2 separate regions of the Sus scrofa genome follow, and region 1 is linked to region 2. The links are chromatin contacts, called in public HiChIP or PLAC-seq maps. All regions are on one chromosome and are shown on one strand. The core of a region is the stretch at or near the end of the contact, and the rest is flanking DNA. Distances in the headings are between cores, read along the strand shown. Region 1 holds the start of AP4E1 (AP-4 complex subunit epsilon-1). Region 2 holds the start of SPPL2A (signal peptide peptidase-like 2A).

Region 1 (6,145 bases), core at 481-2,980, 120 kb after region 2:
TGAAAATATATAACTATCTGAAGGCCAGTTCTGTCAGTTTTCCAGAGCAAAAATGCCTCATCCTGATCTTTGCCCTGAGTTCCTTTCAGGGTATAATACAGGTCAGCAATTATAGCGGCTAATGATTTAATTTTTGTAGAAGTGAGTGGTGGGCAACATTTCTTTATTTCACAATCCCTTCTCTTTGTTCCTAATTTTAACCAAGGTTTGGGAGTCATTTTGTGACCAATTTGTCTCATGGTGCTGGGAATATCCATTCCCAGGTCAGACAATTATTTTGTGGATAGGACTGGCCCTGGTTAACAGCAGCCAAAAGCCTCTGGATTGCCTGTCATACTAGTCTGTTATGACACAGGAAATGGTACCCTTTTGTTGCTTCTTCCCATACCTAGAGTTACACTATTACAATCATTATCTTATAAGACTATATATTTGACCAATTGTTTCAAATCACCACTGAGTGAGGCCAGGGATCAAACTCATATCCTCATGTATACTAGTTGTATAAAATCTGACCCACAACAAGAATTCCCAGAGAAAATTTTTATGTTTAAATTTGTCTTGCCTCAAAATATGGATTTTATTTAATCATGAAGATAGCCTGTAAGAACACACTAGAGGCAGTGAGGACAGACTGAGTTAATCTCTGAAAACGCACTTGCTATACCATAAACCTTAGTAGGGTCTATAACACGCAGGAGTGGGGCTCAAGCTCACACTTCATCAGCCAACAGAGCCGTTGTAAGTCATCTATCCTCTTGAAAACTCTGTACACTTTAGAAGGATGACAATGAAAACTGTAAGTAACGTTTAGGTAGTATTATGAATATAGTTTTGGCTTTTTGGATCCTCTGTTAGGGACCCACAGACTCTCAGAAATCATCAAACCACATTCTCAAAACCACTGTCTTAGATTCCGTTCAAATAGAAGCCGGAATAACAGCAGTAAGATATCCTCTGTTTAGTGAGCTAAATCTTTATGTAGTGGCAACTGTTTCAGTTCTAAAATGGGAAAGAACTGAGCATTGCGAGGGGATACGACCAGGAGACCCATCCTTGTCTGTGAGGTCGGGAGAGTTTCCTTCAAGCTGCGACCTACCGAGCAGGAGCAGTCCGGGGGCGAAGGGTGGACACCCGACCACTTCCCTTTTTCCGCTGCCTCCCCAAATCCCACGAGAAGATGCACGGATGGGACGGGACAGTGGTCAAGAGTGCCCCTGCACGGCGAGCGCTGAACCCGACAGGATGAATCCCCAAGACAGTCGAGCTGTCATTCAACACCACCAGGGTCCCCAGCACCGCCAGGGCCAGGGGCTGCGCGTGACGCCGGGTCCCCGTGTCCACTCAGCCCCTGGAAGTGTGGTAGAGGGAGGTGGGCGGACTGCCTGGTGGTCTCTCAGTGAGGGACCGAAAGAGGGCCAGGAAGGTCCATCTCCCGGTGAGCTCTCGGGCAGCGCGGAAACTGCTAAAAGAAAAGCGAGACTTTGGCAGACTAAGTAGAAGAGGGACCGCCCGAAGCTGCTACCTCAGGAGGCCCCATGAGACACGGGACGCTGAGGTTGCCAACGAAACCCGGAGAGTCCCGTATTTCTCCACAGAAGGACAACATCTGCGCAGGCGCGACGGGCGGCCTCTCCGTCGTGGACTCCAGCGCCCCCCGGCGGCGTCTCTCGAGAACGACACTGTGCTTGTCCGTTCGGGACGCGAATAAAGCTTTTTTCTTCAAACAAACAGGAAGTGCCTACGGAGGCCGGGCGGGCGGCAGGGCCGGGGCTGGGCATGAGGCCGGGCGGCAACTGGAGAGCGGGCGGCGGCGATGAGCGACATTGTGGAGAAGACGCTGACGGCGCTGCCGGGACTCTTCTTGCAGAACCAGTCGGTTGGTGGGACCGCGGCCGCCAAGGCGTCATTCTCCTCCCGGCTGGGCAACCTGGTTCGCGGCATCACCGCGCTCACCTCTAAGCACGTAGGTGCCCTCGGGGCCGGGAGGTCAGGAGCGACCGGAGGAGGCCCCCGCGCTGGAAGGCCCGAGTCTGGTGGCGAATCTCCAGGAACGGCCTCAGACGGGGCTCAAGGAGCGTCTGTCTGTCATTTTCCTGCCCGGACTGACAGCTGGGAGGCTGGGTTTCCAGGGTTGGCCCTGACACTTTTTATCTGGAGCAAATCTGTAATCTTTGAGTCTCTAAATGTTTCTTGAGCGTTGAAGTGGAAAAGTAGAAATACCTATTTCATAGATTGTTTCGAGGATTAGATGAGACATCAAGCGTGTGAAAAATACCAGGTGCCATGGAAGTGTCAGCATTTTTCTTCTATAAAGTTTCTTTCCTACTCAGGTTCTTTTTCTCTTACAGGTCTTTCAAACTGCTACGTGTCATACGCTAAAACAGACCCTTCTGTGAGAACCTGCTGTTTAATATATTCGGGGAACTTGTAGTTCTTAGGTTAGACCAACAAGTCGGGCAAATAAAAAGCATAATTCTCCTCAAGTGTAGTATTTGCTGAGTAAGTCTCTGCTTAGATGGAAAAGGAGCGGTTGTAATGGAAGTAACTAAGTTCCCACAGACTTTTGATAGTTGCACCGGTTGTGTAAGATACTGATTCAGAGCTTCAAGGATTTTGTATCTTAAAAGATCATGTGATATGCCAGTTTCTTCAAAAGATATTTATGGAAGAGGCTATGTGTTAGAACCTGAGAAAATAGTGTAAAAAATGTTTCCTTTTCCCAAAGAATTGGTCATTCATCTCCACATAGACAAGTATAAGCAATATACAATGAAATATAAGTGTCAGGAGAGAAGAAAAGACAAAGAGGGAAAGAAGGTTTTCCTTCAAAGTGCTCTAAGGCTTTAAAATATCCTTTTTAAACTGAAGTTAGATGATACTGTACTAGAGAGGGTCTGCTTCACTGTCAAAAAACATTATTTGTGAACTTAAAATTGTCTTTGGGGTCTTTTTTTTTTTTGGCTGCACCCATAGCATGTGGAAGTTCCCAGGCCAAGGATCGAACCTGTGCCACGGCAGTGACAACACTATATCCTTAACCACTAGGCCACTAGGGAACTCTCAATATTGTCTTGACATTTTGTTCTTTGCTAATTTTTATGAGATAGCGAATGAGATAAGTTATTTTTGTTTTTCTTTCTTTCTTTATTTTGATTTTTAGGGCTGCACCTGCAGCATATGGAAATGCCCAGGCTAGGGGTTGAATCAGAGCTGTGGCTGCTGGCCACGGCCACAGCCATAGCAAACTGCTATGCCTCTGTCTGTGACCTACACCACAGCTCATGGCAACGCTGGATTCCCCATCCACTGAGCAAGGCCAGGGATCTAACCCACATCCTCATGGATACTAGTCAGATTTGTTTCTGCTGCGCCACTATGGGAACTACTATTTTTGGTTTTAAATTGCAGCTTAAAACTGTACATAAAGTATCTAAGTGTGGCAGTACTTCACTGGTAATCTTGGTTAGTCACCTAATGGGCATCTGCCAATCCGACGTGTAAGTTAAAGATAGATTTATATTGGCCACACTTGTGGCCAATAGTTAATGCAGACAGGAGAGGTGACCATATAGATATATTTACTGTGTGTGTGAGAGATGGGAAGTGAGGGAAAGTATGTGAAGAATAAGAAGAAAAAGGGAAGAAAAATACAGGTTAATGGAAAAAGATCAGTTTCTGTTTCTGTCATCTTACCCTTTTTCTCTTTTCCCTGAAGAAGGAGGTGTGAGAACCTTTTTCCTGGGCCACTACATGAAGAATTTCTTTTCTACTTTCTCTCCGTTGTTAATTTTTTTTGGAAACCTTTTTTTGTTGTTGTTAAATCATCCTTAGGGGAAAAGTAACTGAGTGAAGAAAAGAAGAATGGTGGGTTAGCCTGGAAATATTTTTTCTTTTCAGGAATGATTCTGAAGGTTGGAGAAATGCCTTTAGGCAAATCTTAAGCACATAATTTTTATAACTCTCCTTAAAAATAATTTTTCTTTTTTATGGGAAAATATCATGTTTTATTTTCCCATGAAAAATGCTGTTACAGTTTAAAAAGACAGTTATTCATGCATTTAAATATTTTACCTTTTTCAGGAGGAAGAGAAGTTAATCCAGCAGGAACTGAATAACCTGAAAGCAATGGTTTCTGCTCCTACTACAACTCTGGTGAGTTTGCATAGTCAGTGCCAGCACATTTTGAATTTGAAATTTGGTCAACTATGGACTCAGTAGTGGCATTATTTGATCAGTTGCTGAAATCTAACTTATCACAGTCAAAATCAGTTATGATGGTAACAAGTCATACATTAGCCTTTTGTTACTGACTGGCTGTACCAGAGCAAGACTTGCTTTACTGATGTCAATTCAGTGCCAACATGATGATAGTTACATAAATGTAGCAATACTCCTGGGACTCCAGTGCTAATTTTACTGTTTTTTTTTGTTTTGTTTTTTTATGGCCACACCCATGACATATGGAAGTTCCTGGGCCAGGGATTGAATTTGAGCTGCAGCTTTGACCTGTGCCAGAGCTGTGGCAATGCCGAATCCTTTAACCTACTGTGCCTAGCTGGGGATCTGACCTATGTCTCTGCAGCGACCTGAGCTACTACAGTTGGATTCTAAATCCATTGTGCCACAGTGGGGAACTCCAGTATTTAGTAGGGTTTTTTTTTTTTTTTTTTTTTTTTTGGCCTTGCCTGTGGCATGTGGGAGTTCCCAGGCCAGATATTGAACCTGTGCCTCTGAAGCAGCCTCAGCCATAGCAGTAACGGTACCGAATCCTTAACCTGCTGTGCCACAAAGGAACTCTCTTTAGTGATTTAATTAGTGTGGTAATGAATTAAATTTTATTGCTACAAATGCAAGTCACCTGAATTAAATCTTATTCCCTTAAGATTTTCCTATGGGTTTTAAACTTTTTTTTTTTTGTCACCTGTGGCATAAGGAAGTTCCCAGGCTAGGGGTCCAATCAGAGCTACAGCTGCTGGCCTATACCACGGCTACAGCAATGCCAGATCCAAGCCATGTCTGTGACCTACACCATAGCTCATGGCAACGTAGGATCCTTAAACCACTGAGCGAGGCCGGGGATCGAACCCACGTCCTCATGGATACTAGTCGGGTTCATTACTGCTGAGTCAGGATGGGAACTCCAGTTTTAAACTTTATATTTACGCACACACACATACACACAGACACACAGACACACACGATGTCTGTCTATAATATATATGAGATATTAAATATTATTCTTAAAAATTTTACTGTTTCTTAAGTGTTTTGTGATTTAGTAACTCTGTGTCATATTAACCCCAATTAAAAAATAGTCTGAGCTTTGCTTATTTTGAAACACATTTTTTTGTTTTGATTAAAATTTGCTATAAATACTGAGAATGCAGCTACTCTCATACTAATAACATGAATTTATAGAATATCCTAAAACAAGTTATTAGCTTGTGTTGTAAGTATTGAAAGACCCAGTTAAGTTAAATACTGGAATGACTATACCATTAATAAAATCATAGTAATTGTGAGAGTTGTTGAAAAAGTAATGCCTATTATAAAGCAATCGCATGTCTCATACAGCATAATAATTCTGAAGAAACTCCAGGTGCAATTTGGCCTTTTAATTTTTTTTCTTTTTAGGGCTGTAGCCACAATATATGGAAATTCCCAAGATAGGGGTCAAATCAGAGTTACAGCTGCTGGCCGACGCCACAGCCATGTAGCCATGCGGGATTGGAGCTGCATCTGTGACCTACATCATAGCAATGCCAGATTCCTGACCCACTGAGTGAGCCCAGGGGTCAAACCTTCATCTTCATGGATACTAGTCAAATTTGTTTCCACTGCACCACAAATGGAACTCCCAATTTGCTCTGTAAATGAGAAAAGTATTTTTGCTATAGAAATTATTACCAACTTGTGGGTGTTTTATGGATGTTTTCATTTGACAAAATGCATTCAAGTGATGTCCTGCATTCTAGAAGCCACGTTAGAAAACCACAAGTGAAATTTTGTCTGAGGATCATGTGTCTCACATTATAACCAAATTTTATAGGAGGGGCACCTAAAATTAGTAATAGCTTCAGTTGATTTATTTTATGTTGTTGCCACTAACAAAAATAATGCAATGATTTTGTTAAAATGAATA
Region 2 (5,487 bases), core at 1,318-3,817:
CCAATTGGACCCCTAGCCTGGGAACCTCCATATACCATGGGTGTGGCCCTAAAAAGCAAAAATCAATCAATCAATCAATCAATCTTGTTAGTTTATTCACAATTACTGGCAGAGCTCCTGGCATAAAAGAGATACACACTAAATATTTGTGGGTGAAAGAATGTTACTGAGTTCCCACAACAACCTATGATGAAGGAATACAGAACTAAAGATTAATATGGTAAAATATGACAAAATTCATTATGCAATATAAAAATAAAATCTAAAAGGTGGGCTAGACAGGCTAGCTACAATTTGGAACAGGGACAAACTTGAGATTTGTGAAGCCCTTGAAATTACATGAAAATTTTGCTTACATTTTTCTCGTCATAGGGTTCAGAACTTTTAATCAGAATTTTAACGTGAGTTTTTAAGCAATTGATGTATTATGACATTGGTCATTAATTTGTGTTGCAAAAGGACAGGTGGGAATTTATACACGCACATATATATATTCTTACAATTAGCTTAAGAAGTTCAAATGAAAATGAGTGCAAAAACTCAAAAATATTTCCTGGAGTTCCCGTCGTAGCGCAGTGGTTAACGAATCCAACTAGGAACCATGAGGTTGCGGGTTCGATCCTTGCCCTTGCTCAGTGGGTTAAGGATCCGGCGTTGCAGTGAGCTGTGGTGTAGGTCGCAGATGCGGCTCGGATCCTGCACTGCTGTGGCTCTGGTGTAGGCTGGCAGCTACAGCTCCGATTCCACCCCTAGCCCGGGAACCTCCATAATGCGCAGGAGTGGCCCAAGAAATGGCAAAAAGACAAAAAAAAAAAAAAAAAAAAAAATTCCTATCTAGGTTATAATTTTATCTGCACTTACATACTATCTGAATTGTTATCTTTTGGACATATCTGATAAGCAACACAACAAAGATGCAGACCAACACTGCTTCTTTGTTAATTCTCTTTATATCCCAGTTCCCCCAACCCCAAGCTATTTTTAGATACATTGTCCCACTCCTCTTCCTAATGCTGCCTAGCAAACATGAATACACCAAAGGCACTTAAGTACTTCAGGCTTTGATTTTTGTTTCCCAGTTAATGTTAGACACTTCCTATTGAATATTGAATACAGTCACTAGCAGTAATCCTTTAAATTGGAGAGTAAGCAATAAATATACTCTTTCAGAGAAGTTACACATTCTAACAGAAAGAACTAGACAGGAATACACCATACCAATTCCATATAAATAAAACTCAAGAACGTTCCTACCTGAAACTCCCTAAGTGAAAATTATAAGAAAGAAAAACTGAAACACTGAACACTGGCGTCCTGACCACCCACCCACTGAAGGTCCAACAGCGTGGTGTTGAATTTTAAGACATTATTACTTTTCTCTAATTATGAAAACAAACTTGTTTCACAAACAAGTAACACATATTTGTTACTGTTACTCAACCGATCGTCCTTCTCTTTAAACTAGGCAGAGAAGTGAAAACCAATAAAAGCATTACATTTTGATGTGCTCTTTAAAATACATTTTAAATTATTATTATTATCATTATTATTACCACCTCCCATCCCCAAAGAATCAAATGAGCCCTAAGGCGAAACAAAAACTACAGAGGAGGAAGGGGGTAAAGTCTGTATAAGAGACATTAAACTAAAGTGCAGTCCTTGAACCTCTAAACATCTTGGGATCAAGAAAGAATACTTTTTTCTTCTTTCGGGGTTGGGGTGGAGGGGTGTGCCAGTTGAGAATCGGTAAGAAGGGCTAGACAATAAAACACAGAGGTCAATTTAAAACGCCTGGAACCGTGAAAAACTACAGAGAAACGCCAAGGTCAAAGTAGTATTAGAGGTTCGGAGATGGCTCTCGGGGGTAGGTATTCGGGGACTTCAAATGACGAGAATAGGGGCTGAAAGGAAAGGGAAGTGGATGAAAAAGCAAAAAAAAAAAAAAACCTAGAGCAGGCCGGCTAGGCGCCGGCAGAGGGGAGGCCGGGCAGGAGCTCAGAGATGAAGAGGAGATGGAGGAGGAGGAGGGGGCGAAGGGGGCCCGGCCCGCCCCGGGGAGGCCCCAGCGCCCGCCCGCCCGCCCCCCTTACCAGAGGGAGCAGGAAGCTCCAGAGCAGGGCGGCCGCGGCGATGGGCAGCGGCCGCTGCGGCCCCATCTGTCTGGTGGGCGTCCGGCGGCGCGGCTCGGCTCGGCGGGGGAGGCTCCGGGTCCCGTCGCGGCGCTGCCTCAGTGGCCGAGCCGGACAGAAGCCAGCGGCGGGGCTTGGCTGGGGGCCGCCGCGGCTGCTGAAGCCGCCACTGCCGCGCCGACTTCCTCTTCCGGCCCCGCCCGGAGGCCGCGGAAACCCCCACGGGGCACGTGGAGCCCCGGTCCGCGCGCGCCGCCAGCAGGGCTTTCTGGGCGTCGTGGCGCCGGTGGGCCACCCGCGGCGGGTCTGAGCGCGTCTCTTTCCAGTTGCCTGACCTGAACTGTCCTCGAAGTCCCGTCCTGGGAGGCGAAGGGACTTTTTCAAGGCCGTCTTCCTCCTAGAAGCCGCGGAACGCCTCTTCATGTTTTCCAGTAACTGCCCAGGTGCCCAAGCCAAAAATCTACATACTCTGAGGCCTAATTCATCTGCTCATTAGCAGTCCTAAGCACCTCCACACGTATATTCCAAATCCTCCCACCTTCTCCCAAACCCCTGTGAGCACCCTATCCAGGCCACGGATCTTTCTCTCTTCCAAACCGGATTTACACACCCCACAGCCCGTTATCCACACAGTTGTCTAAAACAGATCTTTTCGAAAATGTATATCAGATCTCTCACTCCCAACTACACTTAGGACAAAGTCAAAACTACTCCGGACGACAAAGTTTATAGAATATGGTCCCTGCCTTCTTTTCTGACCCCATCTTCTCTACTTTCCCACGCTTGCTTTAAGTCACATGGGCCGCCTTTGGTTCTTCCATCCTTTATATTGGTAGACCCTCCTGCAATGCTCCTCTCTCTGAATGCACGCTGGCATTCACTTATCAGCTTAAGTGTCACTTCCTCAGAGGGAGCTTATTGACATACCCAATCTGAAGTAGCCACTTAGTCACTTTCATATCAAATGATTTATTTTAATTCTTTGCATAGCACTTTTCACTCTCATATTCTTATTTATCTCTTCTTTTATTTATGATGTTGAATTCCACTTGATAGCAAGGCTTATTTCAGTGCTGTATCCATTATAACATTTGGCATAAAGTTGGTCCCCAAATCCTTATTGGATGAATATTCAACACCAAACACTGAATAGAACTCTGTCCCTGCCATCTCACAGCTCAGGGTTTTGTGAAGGAAACAGATGTGTGAGCAAACACAGTTCAAGGTGATTAGTGACCCTTTTGCTTGCACAAGATGCTATGGGAGTATCAATAAGACATTTAAAGGGGTGCCAGGAAACATTTCAACCTAACTCCAGTCTAGAAGGCTGAGTTAATTTTAGCCAGGCAGTGGGTAGGGGAAGAGGGGGGGGAAGACTTCCAGGAAGATAGAACTATCAGTGTCAAAACCAAAGGTGACACTGGAGGAATTGCAAAACTTGGGCTTGGCTGAAGGTATGAGTGATGATAGATGAAGTGAGAGAAGAAGGCAGAGGCCAAATCACAGATAGATTGGGGCGTCCTGCTAGGGACTTTAGACTTATGATTAGTGGTGCAAAGTGCAGTGACAGACAATTTCTGCTTTAGGAAGTTTTCTGTGGTGGCAAGCAGTGTGGCAGATGGATTGCAACAGGGCAAGAGTAGAAACCAGGAGACCTGTTAGACAACTGCAGTAACCTAACCCAGGCAGGGATAGTGAGGGCCTGAGCTGAGACAGTGGCAGAAGAAATGGAGAGGAGGAGATAGTAGATCTGAAGGTTTATTGCAGAATTTGGTATACCTGAGGGGAAATGGGAGAAGAAGGAGAGGGATGAATCCCAGGATCCTGCCCTGGGTTCTTAATTGAGATGATCACCACAGGAGATGGGGGAGGCAGAAGATATGTGAGGAAAGGGAAATAATTTTGGGCCTGAGTTTGAAAGGCTTATGGGACATGCAATTGCAAATGTCTGTAGGTTGGTGGCTAAGTGGGTTGGTCTGAAACTTACTGGCATAGTGAGGCCAGAACTCAGGTCTCCTGCTTGTCAATCTGAGACTGTTTCCACATTTTCTAGTGGCTTAGGGCAAGCCAGACTTCCCTTTTGTAAAATGGCTGTGCTTTGGATTTCCCTTGGTGTTGCAGCAGATTAAGGATCTGGTGTTGTCACTGCTATGGCTTGGGTTGCAGCTGTGGCATGGGTTTGATCCCTGGCCCTGGAACTTCCGCATGCTGTGGGTGTGGCCAGAAAAAAAAAAAAAAAAGATTGTGCTTAGATGAATTCATCTCTAAATATTCCCTTTGGAGTTCCCTTCGTGATGCAGCAGTAAAGAATCCGACTAGGGACCATGAGGTTGCGGGTTCGATCCTTGCTCTTGCTCAGTGGGTTAAGGATCTGGCGTTGCCGTGAGCTGTGGTGTAGGTTGCAGATGTGGCTCGGATCCTGCATTGATGTGGCTGTGGCCTAGGCCAGCAGCTTCAGCTCGGAATTCAACCCCTAGCCTGGGAACCTCCATATGCCGTGGGTGCAGCCCTAAAAAGACAAAAGAAAAAAAAAATACTTAGAGACAAATTTGTCAAAACATATACATGACTGAAATATTGAAAAACTATAAAACATCACTGTGAAATATTAAAGAGGGACCTAAATAAATAGGGAGATTTACTATGCTCTTGGATTGGGAAAGTCAATACTGTTAAGATGTCAGTTCTTTCTAAATTGATCTAAAAAATAATGCAGTTCCAAACAAAATCACAGCCAGATTTTTGTTGTTGTTAGTGTTGAAACTAGGATGCCAATTGCAAATTTATGTGGAAACATAAAAAAACTAGAGTAACCAAAATAATTTTGAGGGAAAAAAAAGAACCAAACTGAGGACTTAAAGACCCAATTTCAAGACTTTTTTAAAGCTACAGACAGTAATGGTAGTTGAGTATGGTTATACCATACTATACCTACTAGTATGTGTAAAATTTAAAAATTGGTCACATAAGACTTCCCTAGTGGACTACAGCACAACTATGTGGCATTGTCACTGCTATAGCTCTGGTTCCATCCCTTGCCCCAGAACTTCCAGATGCTGTAGGTGCAAAAAAATAAATAAATAAATAAATTGGCCATACAATTTTTTATGCATGGGCAATGGTATGGGTAAAATAGAATTCTCATATACTGCTGGTGGGAATGTAAAATAATACAATGACTTTGGAAACTGACAATTTCTTATAAACATATTCCTATATATGATTTCATTTCATTCCTAGACATAGCCAAGAAAGTGATTTTACATGTTTTACATACACATTTTGGGGCTTTTTTTTTCAATAATAGTCATAACAGATATAAACTAATATATCACTGTGGTTTTTATTTTTATTTATC

What was found. HiChIP or PLAC-seq counts read pairs in DNA pulled down with a chosen protein or histone mark.
Region 1: a contact with region 2 is called in an H3K27ac HiChIP or PLAC-seq map of alveolar macrophages. The contact joins the promoter of AP4E1 here to the promoter of SPPL2A in region 2. A contact is called at or near these places in 3 of 47 Hi-C or Micro-C datasets (alveolar macrophages, skeletal muscle and subcutaneous adipose tissue) and 1 of 2 datasets of contacts at active chromatin or transcription factors (alveolar macrophages).

The regions. Positions count from the first base shown.
Region 1 is chr1:120,941,630-120,947,774 of Sscrofa11.1, reverse strand. It overlaps AP4E1 (AP-4 complex subunit epsilon-1), which reads left to right and starts at 1,730. Exons shown (of 21, transcript XM_001924871.7): 1 at 1,730-1,966; 2 at 4,084-4,155. The coding sequence starts at 1,817.
Region 2 is chr1:121,064,718-121,070,204 of Sscrofa11.1, reverse strand. It overlaps SPPL2A (signal peptide peptidase-like 2A), which reads right to left and starts at 2,567. Exons shown (of 16, transcript XM_021095561.1): 1 at 2,091-2,567. The coding sequence starts at 2,552.